5 separate regions of the Mus musculus genome follow, and all the other regions are linked to region 3. Evidence: chromatin contacts called from public Hi-C, HiCAR-type and promoter capture Hi-C data. All regions are on one chromosome and are shown on one strand. The core of a region is the stretch at or near the end of the contact, and the rest is flanking DNA. Distances in the headings are between cores, read along the strand shown. Region 1 overlaps Tent4a (terminal nucleotidyltransferase 4A). Region 2 has its middle 20 kb from the start of A530095I07Rik. Region 3 holds the start of Adcy2 (adenylate cyclase 2). Region 4 holds the start of A530095I07Rik (a long non-coding RNA gene). Region 5 holds the start of Nsun2 (NOL1/NOP2/Sun domain family member 2).

Region 1 (4,263 bases), core at 1,693-4,192, 520 kb after region 3:
TGGTAAGCGCTGGACCAGATGAAGCAGTGCCAGTACTTAGGCACTGAGCATACTGAAATGCAGCAGAGAGCAGGACTGAGCCACTTTGCACTGGATATAAGGGACACATCCCAGATCCCCTTCATGCCATGAGCAACAAACTCAGACACAGACACCCATCTTGCTCAGAAATACCTCCTTGCTTAGGAAACCCTTCCACATGGAGGGTGTGTGATTCTCAATGACTTAGTCCCTGAACAGCCACTCCCTCCCTCTCAGCAGACCAGCCACTCAGCCTCCTTAGAGACACAAGCCCAGGCACTATGCAGAGAGCTCTGCTGCTGCATTCAGACTGGAAGGAAGCATCACGGCTGCACCTGCATGTGACAGGTGCTTGGGCCTCTCCTGTGTGACACTGGCCACTGAGTAGAGTCCTGGTACCACTGTCAACCACTCTGCACACAGCCCCACATACGGAAACTGGGACCAGGGCAGTAGTTTCTGCCCTCACTCAAGATGACAAAAAGGACCTTATGAGAAAAGGGAGACCCTAACAGTGGAAATTTACCAAAAATATAGAAAGAAAAGGCAGGAATTAAGACAGAGGGAGAGAAAATAACCCAACAGGTGCAAAGGTTTCTCTCAGTACACCAGTAGAGAAAGCAGAAGTGACCTGCATACTCCAGTAGTTTACTCCTGTGTGGCTCGTTCTGCAGACCAGTGAGCCAGACAGGAGAAACTGAGGCCCTTGCTCACACTAGAAGGGTCCTCCCTGGGGCTAGGGGAAATGAATAAACAGTGAAGAAATCCAAACTGGTTTCATGTGGCACAGGACAGTTGTCAGGGACTGCCTTCCAAGGAGCTGGTGCTAAGGCTGAGAAAGGAAGCAGCAGCAGCAGCTGGATTGAAACAGCAGGCCCCCAGGCAAGGAAACCCTGGAGAGAAGGCAGCATCCCTACACAGCAGCACTGAGCACTGGAGCCCAGGGCCACTCCTGTCCCCAGGGGCTGACTGTAAACAAGAGGCCAGAAGGCCTTCTAGGAAGCCCAGGGGTAAGCCAAGAGCACTGACCCTGGAAAGCTGAAACAACTCAAAGCAGAGTCCAGGTCCCAACAAGGTAATGCCCTAGCTCAGCCTGAATCTCTGCTGCCCACAATCTGGTACCAGAAGGCCAGAGAATAGTCATCCCATGGAACAGGCAGACTTTCAGATCTGCAGATGGATTGGGGGTGGCGGCTGCTTCCATAGGAAAATATCCACAGCAAGTCAGTATTAAGACTTATTGAGTATTAAAATGAGCAGGGGGGAAATATGCTGTGCACAGGTAGAGTAAGAGGGATGGCATAAGGGACACAGTGTATCACAAAAACAGTGAACCCAGAAGAGAAAGCTACCTCACTGCCAGTTCCACAGAAAAAAAATCAGAGCGTGTCCCTAATGTTGAGAAAAGTCAGGAGTCAGGAAGAAGCTGCTGGGTGTCAGTGACAGAGCCAAGGCAAGCAGCATCCAAAGATGGACAGACATTCAGACACTTGTCACCCCAGGAAGGCAAAGCCAGCAACACAGGAGCAAGGACCTGACAGAGCCTCCCCCTAGACTGCAGGCCAACTTCAGCCTGCAGTGCACAAGCATCTGAGGTCCAGAAAAGTCTGCCTCACAAAGAGGCCAGCTTAGACAGAGATGTCTAGACAGGTCAGCAATTAGTATCAATCTTCAGACCAGAGGAGACAAGGTCCTGTCTCGGAGGACAGGTGGTGGTGGCACTGTTCTGCCATGGGAGAAGAAAGCCAAGCAACCCTACAGGGCCACAACAGGCTTCAGGGAGTAGAGCCCTTATCCACTCTACAAAAAATGCATCTATCCAGTCCCTTCATAAAAAGACACTGGCAGCAGCCACTATGCAGTATGAAGAACCAAACCACATCTCAGGCAAAAACTACACACACAGGGTCAGAGCAGAGCAACCCAGAGCCCAGGGATGCAGGGCTGGCCCTGCAGAGCTACTGAGAGCACAGGACAGCACAGAGGAGCAGCACGGCCAGCAATGAACCTCCTGAAAACACCGCCTGCGACACTGGCTCAGTAAGGGCTCAATCAACAAATACTAGTGAATGAAACCACACAACAAAATAGCAAACTCACAGCAACGCCTCATGTTCAGTCAGGAGGGAAGATGCAGAAGGGCGGACTTCTCAGCCCATAAACTGAGAGCAAACCGGTTGGTGCCTTGTTAGCACGACCTTCTGCACTCGGGCTTTGTCAGTTTACATTCTCAGCCACAGCACTCGCTCTCAGGAGCCCGGGTTTCTATTTGAAACTGCACGTTTCTTACTGAAGCAAAATAAATAATTTACTAGAGTTTTCATGAAGATGATTCTAGTGAGTTTTTCTGTTGGTGGCTCCAAGTACTATCTCCAGGATCTTGGAGAATACCATCTGCAGCTGTGGTCATCTAATTATCCTGGCGATTTCTGGGTGATAGGACTGAGATACTTTAAAGCTTCCACTTTTAAAAATATGAGCCAGTTTTACCGATTCATCAGTATTTTAGAATTGGTGCCAGAAATGATGGCTCACGTTTGTAATCTTGGAAGCTGGGAGGCTGAGACAGAACAGCCTTAAGTTTACATCAGCAGGGGGTACCCTTATGTAAGAAACAGTGAATAAACGATAGGCATCAATGCTCTGAAGAGTCACCTATAAACTGTCTTACAGAAAGGAGAAGAGCCCCTCTCAAGTAGGACAGAGCTCCCTGTCCTGCTGCTGCTAGATTAGTGAGAAGTGTCACTCACATTCCTCTGGGATGTTCAAAGACCTGTCCTCAGAAGCAAAGAATTCTGGCAGCATCTGGCCTCTCTCCAGAGGAGTCAGAGCCTGGAATTCACAAGCATTGCTCCTACCAACCTCACCTCTTTGGCAAGTCCCTCTACCTAGTTCCTAGGTAATGAGTGAGCTAGGGAATCACGAGGCCTGAGCTCCACTGACAGCCCTGTGCTGTGTTGTGGTGTGTGGGTGGACTGTTTCTCTCAGTGCCATACCTCCTGGAGCATCCTGGAGGGCAGCCGGAAACACTGTATAAAGGGATAAAAAAGAGAGGCCTGGCCCAGGTGTGGGTCAGTGGAGCCAGTAAGGCTCTAGCTAGCTAGTACAGCCGGCTACAGCCAGGTGGGAAAAAGGGGAAAGAGGCAGAGCTCACTGCTAAGGAAAGTCTCATGCACAGTGAGCTTTCTTCCAGCCCCAAGCAGCCCCCCACAAGCTTCAAACTGTTCAGTAGCCCACCCTGTAGTTCAGAGTGTCATGCCAACACAGTGACCTTCCTTCCATGCCCACACTAGTGTCTCATGACTCATTCACAAGATAACTAGTAGTTATATTCCGAATTCCTTTGTTTCTTTATCATGCCAAGTGCTCTCTTTACTTTTGGATACCATATCATAGCTGCTCTTCACTTTCTAAAATGTTACTTCAATTGAGAGAAGATGCCTGTGACCAAAGTACTCTTTCTTATGCTTCAACTTGTCTCTGCCATTTCACCAAGTCATGCTTCTGACTCTCAACTCGTGTTCCCTCTCACTCTCTGGAAAGCACTGGTCAAGTGCATGGACTTGCCAGGCAAGAAGCCTGCATCTGAGCCTAGTTCTATCACTTCCTAGGTGACTCTTGGACAAAATCAGAACATCTCCTGAAAATTGCTCTCATCTCGTTCAAACGAGCTGTTTTGGGACTGCAGGGAAGCCTGGCCCTTCCAGGACATGTCAGAACTCACAGCTTCTTCACCTCTCCCAAAATTCAACCTCTAAACAGCCCAGGAAGCCAGATCCACCCCAAAGGGCTCCCTGCGCCCCTCTGCAGGACGCGGCTGCACAGAGGAAGCACAGCACAGGCAGGCTCTGTATTTGCCTGTTCTCATTAGGAAAGGCTCCGCATGAACTTACCTTTGGCTCTGCCTAGTGCTGTGCTAAATCCTCAGTCTGTGGTAGCTATTTCCCTCAGCAACAGCAATATGCACAAGTGCAGACCTCTTGGTCAGACTATTTTAGCTAATCTAGACTGGGTTTGTGCCTGTAAAACACAAGAAATATTGCCTCTGTGTGGCTTTGAACCAGGACGTCAAAGAGTACAGTGGAGCAGGGCTCACTAGCCTCCAGGAATCCTGAGCACAGAGCTGCTAGGAGATGTGGCGGGAAGCTGTGACACCTGCAGAGACCTGAAGGCAACCCATTCGCCACACCACCAGCAGCCTGCCTGCCTACTCGCTCGCTCCTGCATGCTGACCAGAAATGC
Region 2 (4,705 bases), core at 764-3,263, 560 kb after region 3:
GATGCTTTCAAATAAGGCAGCACAACCGGCTCTAAGAACAATCAGGAGTAATGGACGGTCTCCCAGAGTAGCTGGGGAGGGACGAGTCTCTTAGCCGCACGGAGCCTTTGAGAATAGAGTGTGGTTTTTCAATGGGGAAGCAACCATCCACACTCTCCACTGTGAGAAACTAATTAATTCGAGTTGGTTTTTCCAGTCCTTCCTCCCACATGTATATTTTAGACGGGTTTGGCTAGATTTTAGGAAAGAGAATAAGGCACCATCTCACTAGCAGAGTCAGCTGGGTTTTTTTCATCCTATGAAACTCAAAAGTATAGGGAACGCCGTATTTACTAAGACACACACACACCTTCAGGCTTATACCTTCAGAGAGTAGGAAAAAAGCAATGCTCAGAGGTCGCCTCTGTCCATGTCAGAGTCTCTATGACAAGGCATGATGGACATGACACCTTCAGTAGCAATGGCCACAGATGCAAGCAGCGCATACAAGCCAAGACCTGCATTTTCCAGCTTGGCCATAGCTCAAGATGTCCCAGTCCCTGGCGGGACGTGGGTGATTGGCATTTGTAAACAAGGAAAACTACCTACCATAGGTGTTAGGAAACCTCAGTTTTGGGAGAGCCATGGCCCTGGGCATGTTCACCTAAGTCCTCTGCACAGGGTCCTTCCAGCATCCACTTAGAATCTGCACTGGTCTTGCAGACGGTTCAGCTGGTTGTTGGAAGCACACAGCTCCTTGATCACAACTGTGACGGTCTCATCTTTCCGAGGAACTCTAAGCTCCTCCCAGACCCTCCTCCCAGGGAAACACAGAGATCATCTTCTGGCAAGGTGGCAGTAATATAATCTTGTTCCCCTGTCACCTACCATGAGGGCACCACATAGGCTGTAAGAACAGGGTGTTAGGGCCTTGGGGGCCACTGTAGGGTCACCCACCTTTCACATAGATGCAGACAAATGTTACTATAACACCACAAGGAAAACATTCTTACATCTTGAAATACTGGAACAACAGTGGCTGTGGGCTTAAAACAAGGAATCAGTGACCCAGAACCACCTAGCAGGGGAGCACATTTGTTGTGAGTGGGTGAAACACAAAGTGTCTGAGTATACAGAATGGTGTGTGATACATTGTATAACAGTCCGAACATCCCAGCAGTGGGGCGTGTGCTATTGCTGGTCATGTCAGCACATCTGAAATGACTGTCTACCCCCTCCACGGGAGCCGCTGACCTCATCGCCACCAACACTACACAGACATGAGATGGCAGGGCTAGGATTTGGACCAGAGCTTATCTGCATGCTCTGTGCCTCTAAGGACACGTTCGGGTAGTAATTGAGTGGTGACAGGGTAGCGCCTCAGCCTCTGATGAGTTCATAGTGCGTGCCTGAACACATGGTTCCTGTGAGTTGTGAATGTAGATTCCTGAAGGAGGTTGTGTCTGCAAAGATTGAATGATTACAGCTCAGAGCTGTGGGGATTTTTGCAGTGCTGAAGATCCAGAGGCTAATTACCTTATCTTGGGCTAACTTAAGGTCCTAGAACAGCCATTCCTTCCCCAACTCTGTGTCAGAACACCCAGTGACTAATAAATAAAACCTTTTGGCTTAGCAGACCACTAGCTTCCATCAACTCAAAAGCTAAGACTGTCATCAGATAGCATGTTGGGCTTATAGGAAAGACGCCCCACCCCCATCTTGCTGTAACCACCTCTGTGAGGTCCCTCAATGTATTTTAAATTTGCCTTGATTTATTATGCTCTCTCTCTCTCTGTGTGTGTTCTGCAAAAACTCTAAAACTTCGTGAAACGGTTTCCACATTGGACCAAGGAATTGGGGGTAATTTGATAGGTACCTTTTTGGTCTGCTTTCAAAGTGTTTGGTATCTAGTTTGAAAACATTCTGTATAGACGGCTTGCTTGCTTGCTCGCTTTCAGATCTCTAAAGGCATCTTGGTTTCTGCTTGCTCTTGAAATTTCCGAATGCCCTTTGGTTTCTGTTTTGTTTGTCTTTGATATGTTTCATTACCTCATGGACTTTGTTTCCTGACACTCCTCAAATACACAGACTGCCTCTCCTGTGACATTGCCCAGCCTTAAGAGTTTTATGAGCACCTGGTGATAAAGATTCTGAAGACAAAATGCACTTGTCCCCTCCATTCAAAGTGTGGAGGTGTCAGGGGAAACACCCCACAAAATGCAGTGGACTCATAGGGAAACCCAACTGTATTGGCTCACATGGGAAGACACATGTGAGGGATTGGTCACCCTGCAACATGAGTCCTCTGAAATTCCATATATGTGCAGGATAACCCCGAGACCCAGAAGGAGATGATCTCAGGGTAAAAGCTGAGAAAGTGGGTCCCAAAGGCAGCACAGAAAACAAGTGACCCACACACTATTCCCTAGCTGGCTAGACAGGTGAGTATTCAGAAGGAGAAAAGGGGTGGTGAGATGGGGGTGGGGAGCAACAAAGTTTCCAAAAAGGAAAAAGTGTTTGGAGAGGAACCACTGTCTGGCACACTGGCCAACTTTACTGATTGAAAAGGAGTTTTAAGTATAGTAATTAAAATTCTAAATTAGTTACAGAGTCTTCTCAAAGGATAAAACCAGATGATATCTTCAATTAAAAGGAAAAAAAAGCCTCATATCAAAGGCTGCATTTCTATGAAAAGATTGGGACTGTGTCCAGATACTGCTAACTCACTGCTAGCCTAGGAAACTCAATGAAGGGAAGGGGAACTTTCTCACCTTATCTGAGAGTCCATTCATATGGACTTCAAAAATACTGGTGATAAGAGAACACTCAGAGCAATAAACATTTCTCTCACTTTCTATGTTTCTCTCTGTTTGCTTTTGAGACAGGATTTCTCTGAGTAGCCCTGGCTGTCCTGGAATGGGCCCTGTAGTCCAGGGTGGCCTCGAACTCACAGAGATCCACCTGTCTTTACCTCCCAAGTGCTGGGATTAAAGGAATGTGCCACCACGCCTGGCACTTTATGTTTTTAAAAATATTTTTATGATTAGACTTATAAAGGTTGTTTATGACATTTAATATTCCAAGTGATAAAATAATGTTAGTTTCCATCCCATAAAAAAACACCAAACCCAGATACTATTGCATATACCAACAAGATTTTGCTGACAGAACCCTGATATAGCTATATAGCTGTGAGGCTATGCCAGTGCCTGGCAAATACAGAAATGGATGCTCACAGTCATCTATTGGATGGAACACAGGATCCCAATGGAGGAGCTAGAGAAAGTACCCAAGGAGCTGAAGGGGTCTGCAGCCCTATAAGAGGAACAACAATATGAACTAACCAGTGTTGTGTCCAGCCAGCGGCTCACATGTCTGTGTTCTAGTCTGGAAAGGCATCTTGGAAACCTGGAGGGGGGGGGGCTAGGCGGCGCAAGAGAAAAGATGGAACCAAGGTTCAATTTTACTATTCCGACACTCAGTTATGAAGCAGGGGAAAAGACCCTATTCCCGCCAAATCATCTTGGAGTAAAGTTGCAGGTGAACATGTGATAGGTCCAGAACAGCTAGTTGGCAGGCAGAGGCAGTGGGAGTGGCAAGCTCCACTCTGATGCTCTCTAACACTGAAACCTGAGCAAACAGGCTTCAGGCTGGGGAGGGGAGGTTACTAACCAGTACTCCCAGAGCTTGTGTCTCTAGCTGCATGTGTAGCAGAGGATGGCCTAGTCAGCCATCAATGAGAGGAGAGGCCCTTGGTCTTGTGAATATTCTATGCCCCAATATAGGGGACTGCCAGGGCCAGGAAGTGGGAGTGGGTGGGTTGGGGAGCAGGGGGAGGGGGGAGGGTATAGGGGATTTTCAGAGAGGAAACTAGGAAAGGGGATAGCATTTGAAATGTAAATGAAGAAAACATCTAATAAAAAAAGAAAAAAAGAATGTTAGTCTTGGATTTAATAAATTCATAATTGGTGCCGGGCATGGTAGCACACACGCCTTTAACCCCAGCACTCGGGAGGCAGAGGCAGGCAGATTTCTGAGTTCGAGGCCAGCCTGGTCTACAAAGTGAGTTCCAAGACAGCCAGGGCTACACAGAGAAACCCTGTCTCGAAAAAACAAAAAACAAAAACAAAATAAATAAATTCATAATTGAAGATATTATGTTCTTTCTTTTTGTTTTTTTATAACTGTTGCTTAAATCTCCATACTATGAAAAACTGGTTTTCAAGGATTCAAGTGGTTTTTTCCTACTATCGATATCTATCTATCTATCTATCTATCTAGATGTTTCTTATTGCTCAGCATAATTTAGATAAAACAAAAAAATCTAGTCTTGAAATTACACTATAACTCCATTTACTCTAGAGATAATCAAAGATTTAATTCTTATCCAAATTGTACAAAAGACTAATCTCTAATAACATTCATGATGTTTATAGCTTATGGCTCTTGATAAATTTAAATCTATGATGTCCTTTAATGCTTTTGGATGGGATTAAAACATTAAAAAATATTTGTATTTTGCTTATAGAAAAAAGGACAGGGCTGGAGGGATGGCTCAGTGGTTAAGAGCATCGACTGCTCTTCCGAAGGTCCTGAGTTCAAATCCCAGCAACCACATGGTGACTCACAACCATCCGTAATGAGATCTGACGCCCTCTTCTGGTGCACCTGAAGACAACTACAGTGTACTTAGGTATAATAATAAATAAACCTAAAAAAAAAAAAA
Region 3 (4,714 bases), core at 469-2,968:
CGGCAGGGGTGGGGCTGTCGTCTTCTCACACCTAGGCTACCAGGATCAAAGGAGCTCCCTGCTTGGCCTGCTACTGGAGAGGGCCAGTGACGTCATAGTCTGCCACGTTGGATTATCTTTCCTTACCTCATGGAACTCAATCAGAAAACAGGACCCACGCTCGTGGGGGACATTTAAAAAATTGTACCGTGACTGAAACTTTTTCCTCCCGATTCATAATGTGAGCGCCATATGGTTCGGATATATAAAACGAATTGTCAAATACCTAACAGAGTTTCTGTGTCCTTGAGGCAGCGTGAGCTGAATCTGCTTGAGACTGGTGAAAACAGGCATGTCTTTACATTCTAAGCTCTGGGAACACCGTTCAGCAGAAACATCCCGCATTATCCTCTAACCACACAACTCACGAGCTGATCCAGGCCTCGGACAAGACAGTCTGCACAGGCAAATCATGGTCAGGGGGAAAAGTTTGAACCACACTGAAGAGAAGGGAGCGCTAAGAGGAAGTTACCGCCATCTACAGATTTCCTTACAGGGCTCCAGGGAGCCAGCCTGAGATTCCTGACTGAAAATTATGAACCAGAAAAACTGACATCAGCTATTGAGCTGCGTTAATGCTTCTAGCCGTGAAAACATGCTTTAACCATCAGCAGGGAACCATGATCGAGTCCTGCACTTCTCTAAAAAGGGGAAAGCAGCGAGGGTCCCTTCCATTTTTAGCTCACTTATAGTCTCTGGAGATGAGGCTTGGGCATCTGCTCAACACTCCATCACTTTCTCTCTACATGGCTAAACACGAAAAGATTCAAAAGCCAAGATGCACAACATTATCTGGTTTTCATTTTCGCTGTCATGAACTGCTTTCCCAAAGCACCTTGTTTTTTAAGAGTTAAATGATGCCCAGACCAAACTCAGAGAGGAGAGCCGGGGGCGTTCCGCGGACAGGGATGGGAGGCAGCTAGCGCGCCAAGGAAGCCTGAGGACTGCCTCTGCTGCGGGCAGCGGCGCCGGGAGAAAGCGCAGAGTTGGCCACGGGGCGCAGAGATGCTGAACCCACACGCCCTGCCCGTCCACCTGGAGCAAGCCCTGGCAACTTTATTTTGGGCAAAGCCTTCCAAGGAAACTTTTCCTCTGTCCACAGCTCTCGCCCTAGCCAGGCCGGCCTCGGGCAGGGCACAGGGGTGAGGAGCAGCCTGGGGCGGGACACGGTCGCCTGCGCGGTCCCCTCGGAGCCACGGGGAGGCCACTCACCAGCCCGAGCGCGAAGAAGACGGCGAGCAGGGCGAGGCAGGCGCCCATGACGATGAGCAGCAGGAAGACGATGAGAGGGTGCTGCTGGCTCATGCAGTAGTAGGACTCGTAGAGCCAGTCCCGGGACCGCTGCAGCCCCTCGCCGCCGCCCGCCGCCGCTGCTGCCGCCGCCTCGGCGCGGTCCCGCAGGTAGCGGCGCCGCCGCATCGCCTCCTGCCACATCGGGGCGGCTCGCGGGGCGCCCGCTGTGCGCGCCCTGCCCGGGCAGCGCCGCTCTGTGGTCACCTACCGCCTGCCGCCCCCGCGCTTCGCGACCCGCCGGCTGCCCGCCCGGAGCTGTGCTCAGGGGCCTCGGGCGCGGGCGGAGCTCGGAGCCCCGGGCTGGGCGCGCTGACGCGCGGGCGGGGGCCGGGGGCGGCCTCAGGGCAGCTCCCGGGCGCCGCCGCCGCCACCACCGCTCGCGAGGGCGGGAGCCACCCGGCCCCTCGGCCCGCCTCGCCCCACCCCGCGCGCAGCGCACCGGCCTCCGCGCAGGGGCGGCGCCGGCCCGCGCCCACCACCGCCCCCCGACGGCCAGGCTGGGCTCCAGAGAAAGCTTCAGACCGAGTCCTTGCCCTCCAGCCTGTCGCAGGCTGCACAGTGGGGCGCCTCCTCCTCTCGCTTTTGGACTCCAGCCAGGCAGATTGGGGCTTCAGCCTTGTTCTCCACTACAGCAGAGAACAGCCTGAGGGCTACTGTTGGGCTCCTGGAGTCTCCCACCTGACTGCCAGAGTCCCCACTGCCTCTCCATGATCTCACAAGGCAGCAGTGTAAAAGGCTGCCATGCTTTAATACCCCCCAGCCTGGAGAGGGGGTCCCATATCCCTGACCACCCCTCTTTAGTATGCCTACTTAGCAAAATGTGGCTTCTTTCTCACTTTCTCTATTGTAATTTGACTCCCAGTACAGAGCAGGAGTTAGGACCCTCCAGGACTTGTGGGAGTCCTTTTGAAAGAATGGCCCCCACGAACTCAATTACACAGTGACTGGAGACACCTGTGGTCCTCAGGCAGCGGGCCTCTCCTTTTCTCTGCCTTTGCTCTCCGCGCCTTAGAAGTACCCTATGGACCTCTGTGTTTGGCATCGCAGATCTCCCCAGAACCCTTTCAGTCAGACAGGGATGGCACAGAAGTTGGAGCAAGGAATGAGAATCATCCTCTGTGGGCAAGGTTGGCTTGGGAATCACTCATCCCATGCCGCTTGACACTCTCGGGGACCAAATGCACGAAGCATGACAGACCTAGCTAGATCCTCGTGGACAGGCTGGGCAGGCATTTCGTGGTTGTGACCTCAACCTTTGTTCTTTCTAGATGACAGGACTAACCACTGACCTTCAAAAGACTGCTTCTAGAAGGTTCCTATTTTCCTGTCCTTCCATCCAAAGAACCCACAAGCCATTTTTCTCCCCCAAATCATTTTCTAAGGAGTCCAAAACACAACACCGCCTCAAGAGCTATTCCACATTCTCTGTCAGCCCGGAACTGCCTTAGACCTTTGCATGTTCCCTGACAGCAGCCTGCCTACCTGAGTTGCAAGCCAGCCAGCATGAACAGGTAAGCTGAATAACTGTGTGACTCTCAAATGCTGGACCTAGGCCATGCACAGAGTCTCAGACCCAGGGATTTCCAGGGATTTTATTTTTGGACCCAGAGAGTGAAGACACAGCTGTGTTCTCAACCTCGATAGAGGGCAAGGATGGAGTTAATGGGAGAGTTGACTTGAAATCCAGGACATCCCAGCTTTCCTCACCCAGTCCTGGAGGAAATCACGATGGATCCCTAATAGTGAAACCAAGCTTGTCATGGAGCCTCCCTGCCCTGCTTGACCTCTGATAAACAAAACCTCACCCTTTACCAGACATTTCTATGGAGCCTCAACTTCTCCTGCAGGCTCAAACCCTCTGATTGACTGGGCCCTTTCTTCTGAACCAGCAACCATAAATTTTAAGGTTGTATAGGTGTTTAGACATCCCGAAAGCAAGCCTCAACAACAAATAGCACTAATGAATAGAACTTATAAATAGCCAGGGCTGATCCACTCGCAGGAAACATGGCTAAGTAGGCTGTGCAGATTCTATGTGCAGGACTGTCTAGGTTAGGCAGAATTGTGCATTTCCAGTCCCTCCCTGCTAGGGAAGTTCTGTTACTCACCTCCTCTCCAGCTCCCATTTCCTCACTGCTAGCACTAAGAAGCATTCTCCTTCACCCACACGAGAAGGAAGAAAAGACAATCAGTGATCTAAGTATAAAGGGTGGGGAAGTGTAAGACCTATGAGGGAACAGCAATGCTTAAGTACTTTCTTTTCTCTAGCAGAAAAGAAAAATGTATTTTAACATCCGTTGTCCATCCATGACATATGTGGTAAGAAACTGCAGCTCAAGAGATTTTGTTAAAGTAATCTTAAAATATTTTGTAAAAGTGAAATAAAGACAAAAATCTAACTGGAAAGACCCTGCATGTGCCTTTAGGGGGTGTTTAGTGTCCCACTCTTCCATTTAATTAAACAAATATTTATTTTGTGCCTACCATACATGCACTAAATGCTGATGGGGGGGGGGAGTATAGACAGCCTGGGGCCATTGGAGGTGTTCCCTGTGTCCTTAGAAAGACAGAGACCCATGGAAGCAACCAGGAATAAAACCCAGTGTTCCTCTCTGCTTTGCTCTCCCTCTCCCTCAATGGAGTCACCACACACCAGTCTTTGGAAGGAAGCACCATGGCAGTTAAGGTGGTGTCTGCCTCCTCTGTGGTCGCATCAGGACTTGTTGTTCTGTTTCGTTTGGGGTGTTTATTTTTTATGAGAGCCTCTGTCAATGTTTCACATGCAATACTAAAAAGAAAAAAAGTGAACTATTTAAAATGATTGTTATTCTGTCAGTGTTTTGGTATCCATGGGACCAAGAATCTTTTACAAAGTTTGCAACAGTTCTTATTTTTGAAAGGGAGGCAAAAGAAGAGGAAAGATAACCCCTAAGCGGTGTGAGACAAAATGAGAAATAACCTTTAGTAGAAAGCCAAGACATGAAATATAGGCTTGTGACAATAAAGGGACCCTAAGGAGTCCTCTAGCTCATCTCTGCGCCTTCAGGTGTCAGCACTGCTGCAAAGCAGTAAGGCATATGGAGCAAGGGGGCTTGCCCATAAATGTACCCTGCATCAATTTGTGACAAAATGCACAAAGAAATCAACTATGGAGGCTCTAACTAGGCCTGTGGGAGGAAAAGAACATTTGAAAACGTCATCTTTCCTGCAACGCTAGAGGGCACCCTTCTATCTTGCTAGGGAGAAGCAGCAGGCAGGCTCTCTGGGGAGGGGCTTAAGTACTTGGTGCAAGGTTTTGTTACCTTCACTTTGAATTCTTAATAGTTTTCAAAAAGGAGCCTTGCACACTGTAGATGGTTCTACAAATTAGAAAGCCAGTTCT
Region 4 (4,474 bases), core at 1,526-4,025, 540 kb after region 3:
ATATTTCTTCCATATCTCCTCCTCGTCCCTCCTGGTTGTGGTCTGAGGGGACAGGAAGTGATTGCTGAGTGCCAACATTGCACACCACGGGCTGCCCTTGGACACTCCCCACAGCCAAATCGGCCAAGTTGGCAGCATTTCCTGGCCGAGATCATATCTCAGGGTAGCCCAGTGCCACACCTGGCTACTACCTCAGGTGCCAGGAGTCAGTAAGTAGAGACTCCACTCTCTAGGCAGGAAGCCTAAGTGAGGAAACCCAGCTTGTCCACCCCAGGAAAAATGTACAGAACTCCTATGGGAGCCAAGTCTGTAAACAGGGCAAACAGCCCCTCATGACTCAGTGAGGACTAGGGCCTGGGGGGGGGGGGGTACCAGTTTCCAACTTTCAGCTCTGTGTTTGGTCACACACAGCCTTGGGGAATTAGAAAAGCCTCTGACCTCACACCCCAAATCTTCTGGAAAAGGTGGATGAGCCTGCTCACTTACACTTGAGATTACATATGAAAATGAAAGGGATTTCACACTGCGGCCGGCTTTCAAGAGTGACCCCGCCACAGACCTTATACCGCAGGCAACTCTCACTCCTCTGCGATTCGGTAAGAATCTGGGATTTCCTCCAACCCTTCCAGGCTGCTCTGAGCCTCATCCTCTAAGTGAAGGAAAACAACAGCAGACAGACCCACAGCCTGCCTCCCACTCTCGAGTCAGCCTAGCTCTCTCCCCCAGCTGTAAAGAGCAGCTCTTCATTTCTGTTTCTCAAGTTGTTCTATAATCTCGCCCCACCCTTTTAGCTGGCCTGGAATTCACTGTTTAGCCCACGCTGGCCTCAAACTTGGGACAGCCTCTTATCCCAGCATCCCGCATGTGCTTACCATGTGAGCTGCCATATCTAGCAGCTGAGTTATTAGCTTTTTTTTTTTTTTTTTTTTTTAGTTTTGGTTTTTCGAGACAGTGTTTCTCTGTGTAGCCCCCGGCTATCCTGAAACTCACTCTGTAGACCAGGCTGGCCTCGAACTCAGAAATTCACCTGCCTCTGCCTCCCAAGTGCTGGGATTGAAGGCATGTGCTACCACTGCTCGACAAGTTATTAGCTCTTGTCCATGGCATTTACGGAGGCAAGAGGAGGAATATCTGGGAGACCAACCCCTAGAGGAAAGCTGCCTTGAGCTCCCAAGTCATAGAACGTGCTTTCTCACGCCAGAGTAACAAGTTGGACCTGGAGAATTCTGAGCCAGGCAGTTAGATTGAACTGGCCTTCTCTAGAGGGACATTCAGTAAGCCTGTGGAAAGGAGCAGGCTGTGGGGGCATGCCAGGTAACTCTGTGGAGTTGCCAGGAAGACACATAGCCACTGGCAGCATACATTTTGAAGGAGAGCCACCGGGTCTCTTGGGGGAGTTGGACAGAGAGGAGAGCTTCCGGGATATGGGTTTCATGACGGCTGGAGGTCGTTCTCCTGATTTACGGTACACAAGGAAATCAGGAAATGCCCCCTACATGGGAGGCACCCTGAGCTAGTGGACATGATGGCTGCCACTGAGCACAGTTGCCAGGCCAGGCCTCAAAGTGAGTACATGCGGGAAGACTCACAATTAGTGGGTGGCATCAGGCGAGCTGCTTGCTGAAGTGGGCGTGGACTGGGGGAGCAACCTGGGAGAACAAAAGGGGTTCGGGATCAGTGCCTTTGTCTTCACGAATTAGCCATGTGGCATTTCAACCCTCTGAAGTTTTTAAGTCCGAGACCTGTGTCATAACTTTTCAAGGTTCTATTTAGTAAAATATGAGGGCCCTACTACACTGGGGAACTGGCTCAGCCCCACTAAGGCCTAAAAATAGCAAGTTTACAGACCTGCAGATTCTTTCCTCATGACAGCAAAGCCTGGCTCGGCCCGCTGGCTGCCGGGGAGCCACACGCCCCCCCCCCCCCCCAACTCCAGACAGACCGAGGCTGGGCTCAAAGCCTTGCCTGCAGGGATATTCCAGGGGACATCGAATGCCTCCAAAGCTTGGCTGTCACTAGCAATCTCATTAGCATAGGCATGGGCTGCAGGTTGCTGACAGGTCTCCTTCCTTCTGGATTTTTCTTCTGAATTTCACCTTCTTTTTAAACTTGAGTCATTGAACTGATGGCGGCCAGAGCCTCACAGCACAGTTCCTGTGAGAGAATACAGAGCAAGCAGATTGAACATGTGCAGTGCCCACAGCAATCTGAGTCTTCAAGAATGGTCAGTTTTGTTCATTTTGGGGCTGCCCTCACAGACACTCATTGGGGAAATGTCATCTTACCTCCAGCAGAGAAATGGCAGGGGACAGTGTTTAGGCAAACTCCCCTGAGAGCAGTGGGCTGCTGCCGCCACTCCTATGCCTTGAGTTGGCACTGAGGGGGCATCTGCGCTTTCAGGAGTGTGTCGGTCCCACAGAGGAACTCTGGGCCTCGCCGGGTGTGCGCTCTGCCCTGCAGCAGTAGTCCAAGATCTTGATAGTCCAGGCAGGTGTCCAAGATGACAAATTCTCCACAAAAAGGACTGAGGTTGGTTGCGGCTACCCTGGGCCATCCGCTCTCCTCCAGCCCCTCCTCCATACACACTAGAGAAGGATATGGGCTGGGTGTTGGGGTAGCGCCCCGTGAAGTAGGGGATCCTCGGCTTTCTAGAGGGTAGCCAGTGTGTTTGACAAAGCAACGGCATGCTTTGAAATCCCTGCTCTGTACTGTTATGTGCCTTGATAAATTGACTTTTGCTCATTTCTGCTGTAGAGAACAGCACCCCCACCCCCACCCCCACCCCCACCCCCTCTGGTCTTGCCGGCTGACCAGAAAACATGACACGGAATGCTGGCTCACTCAGTCCACGTCCCCACATTCAGGTTCGGAGGGCAGATTAGCAGCCTTCCTCAGTCTCATGGCAACGATGGTCAAGTGAAGGCCTCGCTAATGCCACAGGGATGAGGTGTTGTCACCTCACTTCCCGTCTCATGGATGGCAGCGAGCTTGGGGAAGCACTGTGAACTTTATGACGGGGGCTGTATGATGTGATCCTCCGGCAGAGATCAAGAAGCGGCAGCGGGAAGCGCTCTCCTCCATGTACAGAACTTCCTCAGGTGCTGCGTCCCTGTGGCTGGCTGTCTCTCCGCTGACCTAATCCACAAACAGGGTTCCAAGCTGGCATTTGCCTGATTCTTCTTGCCTCAATCTGGCCATCTTTAAAAACAGCCCTTAACAAGTCTGTGGCTTTTTAATCATAAAAGGATCTAAAACTAACGGATGTTCTGACCCTAAGTTGTCTAGAAACAAGGAAAGAGGATCAAGACTCAAAATCTCATATTGTCTTTGTGGGTTACTATCTTATCTTAGATAAATTCATCCTTCCACGACTTTTTAAAGGTTTATTTATTTACTTATTTATTTTATGTATATGAGTACACTGTAGCTGTCTTCAGCCACCAGAAGAGGGTATCAGATCCCATTACAGATGGTTGTGAGCTTGCATGTTGTTGCTGGGAATTGAACTCAGGACCTCTGGAAGAGTAGTCAGTGCCCTTAACCACTGAGCCATCTCTCCAGCCCCTTCTGTGACTTATTATTCAGGGCATTAGCCCATGTTGTTTTGCCATGAGGTGGGTGCTGATATCCAGCAAGGGAGGGCAGGAATCCGCCCCCTGTGACACTTTACCTCAGAAAGCCAGATGAGGACTCAGATCTGACATTTCCAGTGGTCTTTAACACCAAGCCTGTGTCTGCGAGCTCACACAAAGCAAACACCACAGAGCAGGTATTCACAGCTATACTGACTTTCCACACTGTCTCTAGGGTGGGCAGTGAAGAGACTGGGAGCCAGCTCAGGTTCTCACCAAATTCTCTGTCACAGGAGTTTCTAAACAATGGCAGTACAGAAGCCCCCTGTTGGCACGGGCTGTCATTGCACCATGTACGGACACTGCATCCTTTCAGAGTGGCTTTGTTCTTGCACAGCCACTTCCTCACTGTCCATGGTCCAGAATCTGACTACAATCCTTCCTAGGATTTCTCTGTTCAGGTTCCACCCTCTCCTCCTCTGTGGATGCCTCTCCAGTGTGCACACATGCCATTACCTCTCTGGTACACTACCACACCCACCCTGATTCCCCTCCAGCCCCATCGCAGCATCCTGCTTCCACACTACAGGGCATGGGCGATATCCTCTCTGCCTGTGAGCTGCTCTTCTTTGATCTCACACAAACCTAATACCTTGCTAGCTATCCACTGGGAAGCCATCTTCTTTGTCCTTGGTCCTGACCCGTGGCTAGTTTTCTTTGAGTTTATTCACTTCTGTTTCTACATTGGCTGCCTGTACCTGGGGACAGCAGCAGGAACGCTGCCAACCCTATCCTCGGATGTTCAAACTTAACCAAGAGCCTGGAGGAGACAGGCCAAGCATCACTGCTGACTATGATCTGAAGTTTCCCGAGAAAGCCACATCTAGAAATAAATCCTAGAC
Region 5 (4,478 bases), core at 1,141-3,640, 610 kb after region 3:
GAGAGATGCGCGTATGCCACAGAAGAGATGCATATATGTGGGTCAGAAGACACCTTCGGCTGTCGGTATTTACCTTCTACCTGTTGTTCGCTGCTGTGTATACCACCATCTTACCTAGCTCCTGGGCCCTAGGGGTTCTCTCATCTCTGCATTCATTTCCCTACAGGGTCACTGGTATTGCAGAATCTTGTGTGGGATGCAAACTCAAGTCCTTGGGCTTGAACGGCTATGCACCTGCTGAGCCATCTCCTCAGCTTCTGGAATACTCTATCAACAATTTGGGTTACACAGAACTCAGTCTTCCTTGTATGTTGATTGTGCCCTCATATAAAGGGCCTGCATTAATACTGACAAGAAATCAGTCAAAAATCAACTCCCCAGCCCTGCATGGTGGCGGTGCACATCTTTAATCCCAGCACTCATGAGGCAAAGGCAGGTGGAACTCTGAAAGTTCAAGACCAGTCTGGTCTATAAAGTAAGTTCCAGGACAGCCAAGCTGTTACACAGAGAAACTCGGTCTTGAAAAAACAAACAAAACAAAACAAAACAGCAAAAGATCAATCAACTCATGTACCATAGTGGCCACAGTGGACTTTGGGCAATAGATCTAGAAACTCATTCTTTCTCCTCACTGGATTTAAGAAAGCAGAGGCTATTAACACAACAATGCATTCTCCCAGCCTCTCTGGGAAATGAATACTTTAGGATCAGAGAGGATAAGAGACTTTCCCATGTCCCAAATGTCACAGAACTCAACTTCCTTAGATATAGAGACATCCTTTTTTTTTTTTAATTGTGCACTTTTCAGAATCTAGATGAAAACATTTAAACGTTATTAATAAATGTTGGGTCAGTTAAAGATAAGACCTAGAGACAGTCCAGTCCAGTTTATTAGAAAACCCAAAGACTTGAGGCGGTCACTAAAACATTTTTCACATAACACCTCCTGGGAAAGATTCATACCATCTCACACAGAGAAAGCAAAACATCTCTGAAATTGCTCCAGTCCACATTCGGGGTCCACAGTGGTTCCAGAGTAGGTTGTTAGCAAGCTGAAGCTAGGTCACCTGGCTATGGGACAGGCTACCAGGGATAGATTCCCCAAGGGGGAAACAGTAGAAATGCAGCTTGGATGGCATCGCAGATACTCCTTAGGGCGGAGTCTGCAGATGGGCAGGGAAGAAATCCGGACCACTGTGCCACTATCCCTGACCAGACACGAACTTCCACCGCTTCTGTGCGGTCCTTTCTACCTCCCTTTCTAGACAATCCTTTGTATTTCGGAATTAAGTCTCTGAGCCGCGGGTCCTCGGGAGCAAGCGCAGGAGGGAAGACCATTACCTTTGCACGTAGTGGATCAGAAACATAGCTAGCAGGACGCGGTTAGGCAGGTTGCCCAGTCGGGCGGCTGCAGGACGGATGCACTCGTACAGCGGCCAGGCCATTGAAGGCAGCTCCTGTAGGAACCAGGCAGGTCGCGCGGGCACTCGGCGGCCGGACCACTGCGAGGAGTAGCGGCCGTAGGAAGAGCCCACCATCTGGAGCCCCACGAAGGCCACGAAAGCCAGGAAACCCTCCAGGTAGACTAGCGCATCCAGTAGGCGCAACTCATCCAACTCCATAGCTGAGGTCGAGCAGCGTGCTCCATGCTCGGATGTCCAAGTGGAGCCACATATAAGCTCAGGAGGAGGGCGCAGAGCAGCCCACAAGGGCCAGCGCTCCAGCAGGGTGTACCTGCCCAGGGGAGGGGCGAGCCACCTGCTCGGGCGGAGACAGGAGCACAGGCTAGCACCACCAGAAGATACCCTCCCGCCCGTAATCCAAACGAGAGAACGATTGGGTAAAACCCCGCCCACACAGGGAGCCACGCCTCTTCGGGGGGAGGGCGCCTTAGTCTCGAGCCCCGCTCCTCAGAGCCCCGCCCGATCTTGGAGCGCTACACACATTGGCTGAGAGCTCCTTTGGCTCGCGAAAAGTTCTGCCGGAGCTCCGCCCCCTCAGCGCCACAGCGGAGCACCAGAGCCTCGCATCACCCACAAAGTCCCGCCTACACAGCAAAGACCCCGCCTCTTCGCTCGAAACAGACTCTCGCTCCGCCCCGCCTAACTTGCAACCACGCCCCTCCACAGTCTAACCCGGACAGCGACAGATCGGACAACACTCCATGACTCTCTGCGCACGCGCTACGATCAGGTCGTCCATGCAGGTGCCTGAGTCTCTGTGTAAGACGGGGAGATTCACGCTCAGTGGCGTTTAAGGTTGATTTGAGGAAACACGTTCTCTATAGGAATACCACCCTTTTTTTTGCGTGAGTTCTCGGCGGGAGCATGTTGTGTCTTTCAGGCATATTTTTTGACTGCCTCTGCTAGGACCCAGCCGCGGGGTCCTCGGGATGCAGCCGGAAGTGCAGCGTGCGTGCGGTTTGGTGGGTCGCTGTGTGCGCTCCGCGTGTGCAGCCGCGTGGGCCATGGGGCGGCGGGCGCGGGGCCGGCGGTTCCAGCAGCCGCCGCAGCCTGAGGGCGAGGAAGACGCCAGCGACGGCGGCAGAAAGCGAGGCCAGGCGGTAGGCGCGGGGACGAGAGGGGTGTCTGGTGGGCTCGCGCGTGCGGAGCTTGCTCGTGGGCCGGGTTCGCGGGTGTCGGTCGGAGCTTGCTCACCTGTCGCTTTCCTGGCAGGGCTGGGAAGGTGGCTATCCCGAGATCGTAAAGGAGAACAAGCTCTTCGAGCACTACTATCAGGAACTCAAGATCGTGCCAGAGGGAGAATGGGACCAATTCATGGAGTCACTCCGAGAACCTCTCCCAGCCACACTGAGAATCACTGGGTACAAAAGGTACGTTTGCTGTGTCTTTTCTGAGGTGTGGACTTGGGGGCTGTAGTGCACAGGAACGTCCTCGGTGGGACATTAGAATATGAATAGAAAACGCGACCCGGGAAAGACTTGGGTCCTATGGGGGACCATCAGAGCAGCAGGAATCTTTGCCTCTCTTGCACGTCAAAGTACGTTGTCCGCAAGACTCGTGGCAATTAAAAACTGAAGCTGTGACAAAATGCAGTATTGCTTTTACCTTATTTGTAAGGTGTGTCCAACAGAACAGTGAACTGGAGGGAGTTAGAAAATTGATGGTGTTGCTTTCTTAGATGTTAACAGGGCCTAGGTGTTAAAAAGTCTGCACACCCCGGAGCGCTTATGGAACGTCTTCTCAGAACTGGTTTTACGTTTAAAACACTTGGCAATCTTAAAGCTATTAAATCTTACCAACTCACCTTCTTAGATGACTGTGAAACTTGCTTTTTTTTTTTTTTCCATAGCCATGCCAAAGAGATTCTCCATTGCTTGAAGAACAAGTACTTTAAGGAGTTGGAGGACCTGGAAGTAGATGGACAGAAAGTTGAAGTTCCACAACCACTAAGCTGGTGGGTACAGAATGCTTCCTCGTGCTGGGTGTTTCTTAGGTCCCCAACCCCCTTTAATGCACTTCTCAGCTCTAAAGTCACTGTCGGCTTAAAGAGCTTGGTTGTACTTTCCTTTTTTTTTCTTCTTATAAAGATTTACGTGTTTATTATATATAAGTACACTGTATTCAGACACACCAGAAGGCATTACAGGACTCATTACAGATGGTTGTGAGCCACCATGTGGTTGCTGGGAAGGACCTCTGGGAGGGAGAGAGCAGACAGTACTCTTAACTGCTGAGCCGTGTACCTAGTCCCTGGATGTATTTTTCAAGCATCTGTTTGTCTGTTTTCCGAGACAGGATTTCTGGGTGTTCTGAAACCTGTAGACAAGGTTAGTCTCAAACTCAGATCCACCTGCCTCTGCTGGGTGGATTAAATCCATGTACCAGCATCATCTGCCTTATTAGATTTATGTATGTATGTATACGAGTGCAGGGAGGCTGTCTTCAGGCACATCAGAAGAGGGCACTGGATCCCATTACCATGTGGTTGCTGAGAATTCAACGCAGGACCTCTGGTCTGGAAGAGCAGCCAGTGCTCTTAACCACTGAGACGTCTCCCCAGCCCCCATCATCTGCCTCTTTTCAAGCATCTTAATGTTCTTTCCTGTAGTGCTTTTATTAACATGAGGTTGGGGTACACATGTTCATCAGTGACTCGCAGTTAATTGAGTTAATGAGTTTGGTTAATTGGTCTTGGGTCCAGCTTCCTCCTTGATGTTCCTGAGTTGCTTCTTGAACTTCTTTTTACAATGACCAGTTTTCCACATCCTAGTTTCCGAGTAGAAGGGAAGACAAGCTCTGCTTGCCAGTCTCATCACAGGTTGCTATGGCTTGTGTGCCAGTGTTTCCCAGCGCAGCCTGCCTGTAGGCTCACATTCAGTCAGGCTTCCCCTGTATCCAGCAGCCAGGCACTCCTGCTCCCATGACAGCCCTTTTATTACCTGTGATCCCTGGCTCTGAAGGTGTAGGATTTCATATTTAATACCTGAAATGCTCAGTAACAGCTCAGATGCTCCA

Evidence for each region. Promoter capture Hi-C pulls out the DNA fragments that hold promoters and counts their contacts. A called contact is a pair of places that touch in the nucleus more often than the background predicts. HiCAR-type assays count read pairs that join an accessible place to other places.
Region 1: a contact with region 3 is called in a promoter capture Hi-C map of liver, with 3 times the contacts expected there. The contact joins the enhancer-like site here to the promoter of Adcy2 in region 3. A contact is called at or near these places in 3 of 39 promoter capture datasets (embryonic stem cells and liver), 2 of 484 Hi-C or Micro-C datasets (both in embryonic stem cells) and 2 of 115 datasets of contacts at active chromatin or transcription factors (astrocytes and stem cell-derived neural progenitor cells).
Region 2: a contact with region 3 is called in a Hi-C map of liver, with 5 times the contacts expected there. The contact joins the enhancer-like site here to the promoter of Adcy2 in region 3. A contact is called at or near these places in 2 of 39 promoter capture datasets (cranial neural crest and embryonic stem cells) and 2 of 484 Hi-C or Micro-C datasets (cardiomyocytes and liver).
Region 4: a contact with region 3 is called in a promoter capture Hi-C map of liver, with 4 times the contacts expected there. The contact joins the promoter of A530095I07Rik here to the promoter of Adcy2 in region 3. A contact is called at or near these places in 11 of 39 promoter capture datasets (cranial neural crest, embryonic stem cells, hippocampal neurons and 4 more), 6 of 484 Hi-C or Micro-C datasets (cardiomyocytes, embryonic stem cells, liver and 1 more) and 1 of 115 datasets of contacts at active chromatin or transcription factors (stem cell-derived neural progenitor cells).
Region 5: a HiCAR-type map of astrocytes shows a contact between it and region 3, with 1.9 times the contacts expected there. The contact joins the promoter of Nsun2 here to the promoter of Adcy2 in region 3.

Annotation. Positions count from the first base shown.
Region 1 is chr13:69,521,414-69,525,676 of GRCm38.p6, forward strand. The region is part of intron 1 of Tent4a (terminal nucleotidyltransferase 4A); the gene reads right to left. Among named protein-coding and RNA genes, the nearest start is that of Tent4a, 10 kb to the right of the region's middle. Within about 2 kb of position 2,943, at least 61 of the 459 cell types and tissues checked have an H3K27ac peak or open chromatin away from gene starts, as enhancers often do. A contact at or near this core is called in liver, where this site is marked.
Region 2 is chr13:69,562,053-69,566,757 of GRCm38.p6, forward strand. No RefSeq gene overlaps it. Among named protein-coding and RNA genes, the nearest start is that of A530095I07Rik, 20 kb to the left of the region's middle. Within about 2 kb of position 2,014, at least 20 of the 459 cell types and tissues checked have an H3K27ac peak or open chromatin away from gene starts, as enhancers often do. A contact at or near this core is called in liver, where this site is marked.
Region 3 is chr13:68,997,823-69,002,536 of GRCm38.p6, forward strand. It overlaps Adcy2 (adenylate cyclase 2), which reads right to left and starts at 1,719. Exons shown (of 25, transcript NM_153534.2): 1 at 1,252-1,719. The coding sequence starts at 1,473. It overlaps Gm35161 (a long non-coding RNA gene), which reads left to right and starts at 1,723. Exons shown (of 5, transcript XR_873632.3): 1 at 1,723-2,843.
Region 4 is chr13:69,541,294-69,545,767 of GRCm38.p6, forward strand. A530095I07Rik (a long non-coding RNA gene) reads right to left here and starts at 2,776. Exons shown (of 2, transcript XR_001780994.2): 1 at 2,286-2,776; 2 at 2,101-2,154.
Region 5 is chr13:69,609,626-69,614,103 of GRCm38.p6, forward strand. Nsun2 (NOL1/NOP2/Sun domain family member 2) reads left to right here and starts at 2,391. Exons shown (of 19, transcript NM_145354.5): 1 at 2,391-2,563; 2 at 2,676-2,833; 3 at 3,313-3,417. The coding sequence starts at 2,468. It overlaps Srd5a1 (steroid 5 alpha-reductase 1), which reads right to left and starts at 1,838. Exons shown (of 5, transcript NM_175283.3): 1 at 1,342-1,838. The coding sequence starts at 1,622.